Regions from separate parts of the Sus scrofa genome. Here region 2 is linked to region 1. The links are chromatin contacts, called in public HiChIP or PLAC-seq maps. All regions are on one chromosome and are shown on one strand. The core of a region is the stretch at or near the end of the contact, and the rest is flanking DNA. Distances in the headings are between cores, read along the strand shown. Region 1 holds the start of MSRB1 (methionine sulfoxide reductase B1). Region 2 holds the start of CLCN7 (H(+)/Cl(-) exchange transporter 7).

What was found. HiChIP or PLAC-seq counts read pairs in DNA pulled down with a chosen protein or histone mark.
Region 2: an H3K27ac HiChIP or PLAC-seq map of alveolar macrophages shows a contact between it and region 1. The contact joins the promoter of CLCN7 here to the promoter of MSRB1 in region 1. A contact is called at or near these places in 1 of 5 promoter capture datasets (fetal liver) and 1 of 2 datasets of contacts at active chromatin or transcription factors (alveolar macrophages).

The regions. Positions count from the first base shown.
Region 1 is chr3:40,015,548-40,018,815 of Sscrofa11.1, forward strand. It overlaps MSRB1 (methionine sulfoxide reductase B1), which reads left to right and starts at 1,614. Exons shown (of 4, transcript NM_001097460.1): 1 at 1,614-1,730. The coding sequence starts at 1,676. It overlaps RPL3L (60S ribosomal protein L3-like), which reads left to right. Exons shown (of 9, transcript XM_021086793.1): 8 at 643-762; 9 at 1,016-1,155. The coding sequence ends at 1,072.
Region 2 is chr3:40,396,432-40,399,856 of Sscrofa11.1, forward strand. It overlaps CLCN7 (H(+)/Cl(-) exchange transporter 7), which reads left to right and starts at 1,376. Exons shown (of 26, transcript XM_003354661.4): 1 at 1,376-1,745; 2 at 2,958-3,404. The coding sequence starts at 1,683. LOC106507362 (a long non-coding RNA gene) reads right to left here and starts at 2,957. Exons shown (of 3, transcript XR_001303285.2): 1 at 2,090-2,957; 2 at 347-537.

The sequences.
Region 1 (3,268 bases), core at 364-2,863:
GCCGTTCCTGTTCCTGCATCCTCACCGCCTTCTCTGCAGACAGTTATACTCCAGCTGCTGTTTCAGAGTGTGGAGTGCAGCTGCTCTGACTGTAGCAAGAACCCGAGCTGCAGCAGCTGCCAGGCCTGGGGCAAGCGACCCTCTGAGCCTGGTTCCCCCGCTGTAAAATGCAGATTATTAAGATAATTATGGAAAGGACTTAAGGCATGGCTCACAGGCTGGCCTGATTAGTGATTCAGAGTGTTGTCGCCCAAGGCCAGGGGAGTCCTCCTAGGGACCCCAGCAGCCCCCTAACTCAGCAGCCCCTTTCCCGGACCCACCTTCCCCGCAGGGTGGCTTCCCCCGCTACGGGGAAGTCAACAACGACTTCGTCATGCTGAAGGGTTGCATTGCAGGCACCAAGAAGCGGGTCATCACACTGAGGAAGGTCAGGTGGGGCAGTGGGCCGGAGAGTGGGAGGCCTGTGGGCTGTCGGGGGGCTGGGGGGCTGGCCTGCGCTGGAGAGCCAGCGATGGGTCATGGGGAGAGCAAAGAGGGACGGACCCAGCTAGGTGAGCCAGGCACTCCTGGATGACCTGGGGTGACGGGAGGGGCTTGGCGGGGACCTCCTGCCTTGACGCTCCCCTCCCCCACGGGCCCCAGTCCCTCCTGGTGCACCACAGCCGCCGGGCCCTGGAGAACGTTGAGCTGAAGTTCATCGACACCACCTCCAAGTTCGGCCACGGCCGCTTCCAGACAGCCCAAGAGAAGAGGATCTTCATGGTGAGCCCATCCGCCTTGCTCTCTGGGGCTCAGACACCACATCCCTCCTGCCCCAGCGTGGGGCGGGCGTGGCACGCGTGCCTCCACACGCATCCGCAGGAGGGGCTCTAGGGGTCCAGCCCTGGGCACTGATTCTTGCCGGAAACGAAGGAGGGGAGGGACCAGTAGGAGGGGCAGCAGGGCCGACTCTTAGTATCCCAGGCGGCTAGTTAGACCCCTGTGACTAACGCTCCTCCTGTCGCTCGCCCTCCAGGGTCCGCAGAAGAAGCATCTTGAGAAGGAAACGCCGGAGACCTCAGGAGACTTGTAGGCAGGATGGGATGGAGGGAGCCTGAAAAACGCGATGCAACCCCTTCCTGAGCCCCCTAATAAAAGCCAGAGGCAACTCCTCCAGTGGTGTTTCAGATGTGGGGGCAAGGGAAACCTGGTCAACGGCCGGTAGCCTGGTGCTTCACGCCAGGAAAGGATGAGACCCGCCGCGGTTCAGGGTGCACCGAGGTCGCCATCCTAAACCCAGCGCAGCTCAGCGGCGCCCCCTGGTGCTCGGGGACGCGGCGGCAGGGGCGGGGCCTCGGGATGCTACAAGGGAGTGGTCCTCAGTGGTGGGCGTGGCCTGAGGGGAAGAGGGAGCCCGTCCTCGGAAGGGGGCGGGGCCTGCTGGAGGCAGGAACCAGAACCTTCTTCCGGCGGGGGATTGGTCTGTGAAAAAGGGGCGGGTCAACGGGAGGCGAACCCTGAGAGGGTGTCTCACTCCTCTGGATGTGATTGGTTCCCCTGGGGGCGGGGCCTCGAGGTGCCCGGCCCATCCTGCGTCCCGGCGCGATTGGTTCTCGGGAGGTGGGGCGGGAGGCAGGCTCAAGACCCTGCGGTGGAGCTGTGTCCTCGGTTCCGCCGGAGCTTCCCCGTCGGCGCCATGTCGTTCTGCAGCTTCTTCGGGGGCGAGGTTTTCCAGAACCACTTTGAGCCAGGTAGGATCTGTGGCTTCGTGGGAGGACAGAGGAGCAGTGACGCGTATTGGAGGGGGCGTCCCTGCCCTCGGGGTGGCGATGGAGCCCCTGAGCTCCGGGAATGGGGGGCGAGTGTGAGGAATTTGGGGATCCGGGAGAGTAATGGTACCTGAGGGAAGCGGCACATTAGGGGGGGGGTCTCTGTCCTCAAAGAGGGCAGGCCTTGAGTGTGAGCGTGGCCATTTCCGAGGAAATCTGCGGGGTCAAGGAACATGGAGGCGGTGACACCGTTGTCGGTATCCGTGCCTGGGATCGCGGCTTTAGAGCGAGCCGGTGGAAGGTCTTGTCCAGGGGCAGCTCCTGTGACTGGGCTTCCTTTCCTTGGGGCATTTCCCTGATACTACACCCCCCTTTTTCCTTGGCGGTTCCCCAGACCTGCGGGGTAAACTGGAAAGTACAGAAGGGCGTGTTGGGATCCAAATGTGACGGCCTGGGCGCCTCCCCCACCTGTCCAGGGCCCCCAGGGTTGGGTAACCTGGAGTGCTGCCAGGCTGCCAATGGCCTGTGAAGTTTGACTGGACAGCCTGGGCCGGGTGGGAGGGGTGGGAGGTCGGGGGCTGAGTGGTTGGTTTGGGGCATGGCCCCCCTCAGCCCTGGCCCCAGGCCCCAGGCTCCGTTGCCTGGTAATGGACTAATTTGGTAAGAACATTCTTGCAGGCAAGGCCAGGGCAGCAACTTACTCCTGGGGCGGGATTTACTCAGGGTCAGCCCCTTAGGGGGATGGGTTGTGACACCCCCGCATCTATGTGAGCCAGCTGTGATACAGGGCCCTCTGCCCAAAGTCCTCCCCTTAGACCCTCTGGTTGACCTCAGGCTACTCTGCCAGGCTGGAAACTCCACTCCCACAACAGCTCCCCGTTCCTCTTCCCTTCCTCACCAGTTGCTGGTAAAGGTTGGGTAGGTCTCAGACTCCAGGGCTGTCTCCAGGTGGAGGGAGGGGGAGAGGGGGCCTGAAGGGTGACTCAGTACCCTGGAGAGCCCCCAAGCAACTTCCTGTTCTGCAGATCAGTTTTGCAACCTTTTTTTTTTTTTCTTCCCCCTTCAAAGTGATTTTTTTTTTTTTTGTCTTTTCTAGGGCCACTCCCTCTGCATATGGGGGTTCCCTATCCGAGCCGAGTCTGTGAGCTACACCACAGCTCACGGCAATACCGCATCCTTAACCCACTGAGCGAGGCCGGGGATCGAACCTGCAACCTCGTGGTTCCTAGTCCGATTCATTAACCACTGCGCCACAACAGGACCTCCTCAAAGCGATCTTTTGAGGATAGGTTAAAACCCTGGCCCTCTGTCTTACTGGGCCTCCTCCCCAGTCAGGAGGTGATTGGAGGTGTTTTTTTGTTTTTTTGTAGGGCCGCACCTGCAGCATTTGGAAGTTAATGCCACAGCTACAGCCACACCAGGTCTGAGCTGCACTTGCGACCTGCACCACAGCTCATGGCCACACCAGATCCTAAACCCACTGAGCAAGGCCAGGGATGGAACTCACTTCCTCATGGATA
Region 2 (3,425 bases), core at 126-2,625, 380 kb after region 1:
CCAAAACCGTCTGGGCTGTCACACTTGTCCTGACCTTTGCCGAAAGCCCCACCCAGACCCATCTTGAGTGACACATACGTGGAGCTCAAACGGTCGCCCAGGTCAAACACCTGCAAGGCTTGGGCCACCCTGTTGGTACATTTCGCAGCACAAAACTCATCTCTGCCCCGTGGTCCAGTCCCACGTTGCCCCCTTTCATGTCAGGGCACAGGATGGTCCCAACAACCGGGCTGAAAGGGGAATAAATGCCCTCCGCTCCCCTTGGAGTCCCCAGGACACTCTCAGGTCTCCCCCGGGGTTGGCCCGTATCTTATCCACAGCAGCCTCAGGATAAGCCTTGTCTTACCTGACCAGACAACTGCTCAGACTTGACCGACGATCCAGGCCCCTGCAAGTTGGCTTCATCGATTGCCAGCCCCGTGACTTCAGATGTGTTGCCCCGCTTCACACCAGCCATCCAGGTGAGTTACAAGGGCTCTGAGCCGTCCGTATGACACCCATCTCTTCTAGCTCAGCTGCAGTCCCCGTAATTTCCTCCTGGCCTCCAGAGAGAGTACTCTTTTGTGGTGTGCCTGCCTCGGAACTGGCAGCTGCCCAGGGGGAGGCTTAGCAAGTCCCCGCACCACTGCCTTCACCACACGTGCCCAGAGGCCCAGTTCCCCCACTGGAGTCTGTAACCATAGCCCTCAAAGCCCATCTACCCCTAGGTTACACTCTGGGATTGGGGACCCACAAACCCTGTGTTCCCTCGGTGTCACTCATCCGATTCCTAAGATAATTTTTTTTCTTTTTAGGGCCACACCCTCGGCACATGGAGGTTCCCAGGCTAGGGGTCCAATCAGAGCTACAGCTGCTGGCCTGCACCTCAGTCACCACAATGTGGGATCCAAGCCTTGTCTGCAAACTACCCCACAGATCACGGCAACGCCAGATCCTTAACCCACTGAGCGAGGCCAGGGCTCGAACCTGCGTCCTCACGGCTGCTGGTCAGATTCGTTTCCTCTGAGCCAGGATAGGAACTCCCCTAAAGGTAACTTTATATCATGCACTTTAATGCTGAGGCCACCACATCCATCTATATACAATCTGGGACCTTGGAATTTCTCCAGGCTGCCACGAGGAGCGGGTATAGCGAACTCCACATATGGCCACAGGTCCCCATCTGTCTCCTGCAGACGGGCACCTCCGCCTTGCTGCTGACTCTCCTGCGGCTGCTGCCACAATAAGGGATGCAAATCCAGTAACCTCCGCCTTTGCCCTGTTCAAAGATAAACAGGGTGTCCTCCCCCTGCGGGACTGTGGACACCAAACGGCCCTCCAAGCGATCCGCTCGTGCCCAACCTTTTGACTCCTTAATCCCCTCTTCGGGCGTGGCCATGCGCCGGCACTGCCATGAAGTTCTGATCTTCCTGGAGCTGCTGCCATAATTCTAGTGACTCTGCATTAGGCGTGCCATCTCTCTTGGTTCGATCCACCCCTGCCCCCGCGGGGTCTCTCCACATTTGGGTGCGGGTGGCTCACAGGCTTGTTCTTCCTCATGAAGGGGGTCCCAGCCTATCCAGTAACCACAGGAATCCCCTTCCCCTGGCGCCTGCTCTCGGCCTCGTCCCAAATCGTGGTGATTACTTCATCTCTCCTTCCCCCCACACGTGGAGCCGAAACGACTGTTCAAGACTCAAAAGATGCTGAGGGGCACTCTGCAGCACAAGGGCCCTCATTCCTGCTGCAAAACACTCATCAGACTCGTGAGTATTAACAGTAAACATAGCTTGTCGCAGTTTAAGTTCTCGTAACACCTGCCAATCCGGCATACCTTTGCCACTTAACACTTTTGGGTACCCCTCCCCTGCCCACACAGTCCGCACGACTGCTACCACCCAGTCCAGCAGGGAATGGCCACCTTGGCCTTGCTGCTGACTCTCCTGCGGCTGCTGCCACAATAAGGGATGCAGGGTCACCAAAGCCAACTTTTCAATTTCCTGGGCAGAATAATACCATCCACCCTTCGATCCCACAGTCTCAATAATCAGGCAGCCAGTGGTTCACCTGGCTGTTGGCGAAACTGTTTGCCCAGGTCCACAAGCGCTACCTGAGTGTAAGGGCGTAAGCGGTGAATTCTGTCGTCTGTGGGGGCTCAGCAGCATGACCCCCTGGGGCCATTGGCGGCTGTTGCTTCACCTTCTGAGTCACTACAGACTCAGCGGGGGTAGGAGCTTCCTCTTCCTCATCCGAAGGCTCTCTCATCTCAGTGGGGGTGGACGGGTCCTCTTGGGATCAGCACCCCTCCTGTCAAGTTTCCAAACTCTTGCTGAGGACAACCACTTCCTCCTGCAACTCTCATGCCCAGCAGATTCACTCAGCGTGGCCTCTGACTCTGCCTTCAGGGCTGTAAGGAACACCCACCCACAGCCCCGGCGGCCCAGCAGGCACTCTGCTTTTCCAAAGCCCACCCTGCAGGACTTCCTCTGTCTATACAGGGGACCGGTCCATCTCGGGCTATTCCCAGGAGGGCGCCCAGGCAGAGAAGAGGCTGGCCACCCAGGACCACATACTCTTGGGCAACCACCCTTCCACTCCTCCCAAAGGGCCCGAAGTCTCCATACCCCACTGTGGCGAATCCTGCCCACTACACCAATAGTATTGCAGTCGCTCGAGACCAGGCAGGTGCAGCCTGGATTCGGGCGACCTAGAAAAGGGCCCAGGCGCTGCAGGTTGGTCAGACATCCCTTTATTGGCATCGAAAAGCAGCACCAGCGGGGGCACGGAAAGTCCCTCTTACATCCCCCTACACAAAGCCGGTATTTGCCAAGACGTCATCGAAGGGGCAGCAGGCATCACATTCTACTGCGCATGCACCTGCATAGTCACTTTCAGGGAACACTTGGCTCCTTCGTCCCTCGCCGGGGCAATATGGCGGCTAGGAGAAAAGGGCCCGATTTCCTCCATTTTCCCTACAGATGGGCTCAGGGAAGCGTGACCCAGGAAGCCCTCAGGGCCATGCCGTGTCCTTAGCACAACGTGGTAGCAGGTCCCCACCCGCACTCCGCGGTGGCTACACGGAGCTGCCCCACCCGCCCCAGGCGGCGCTGGGCGGCAGGACTACAACTCCCACAAGACGCCGCGCTCCCCGCGGCCGCCCTCACGCGGGGCCGCCGAATCACGTGACCGCCGCCTGTCACGTGGCCCCCGGCGCGGGTCACGAGAACAAACACTGTCGCGGAGCTTCCCGGCCGCTGCTCTTGTGGTGGGACATGGCCAACGTCTCCAAGAAGGTGTCGTGGTCGGGCCGCGACCTGGACGACGACGAGGCGGCGCCGCTGCTGCGGAGGCCGGCGCTATCCGGGGCGCCGGCCGGGGAGGCCACGCCGCTGCTGAACGGGGCCGCGCCGGCGGCTGCTCGTGCGGTGAGCCCGGGGATAGGCGGG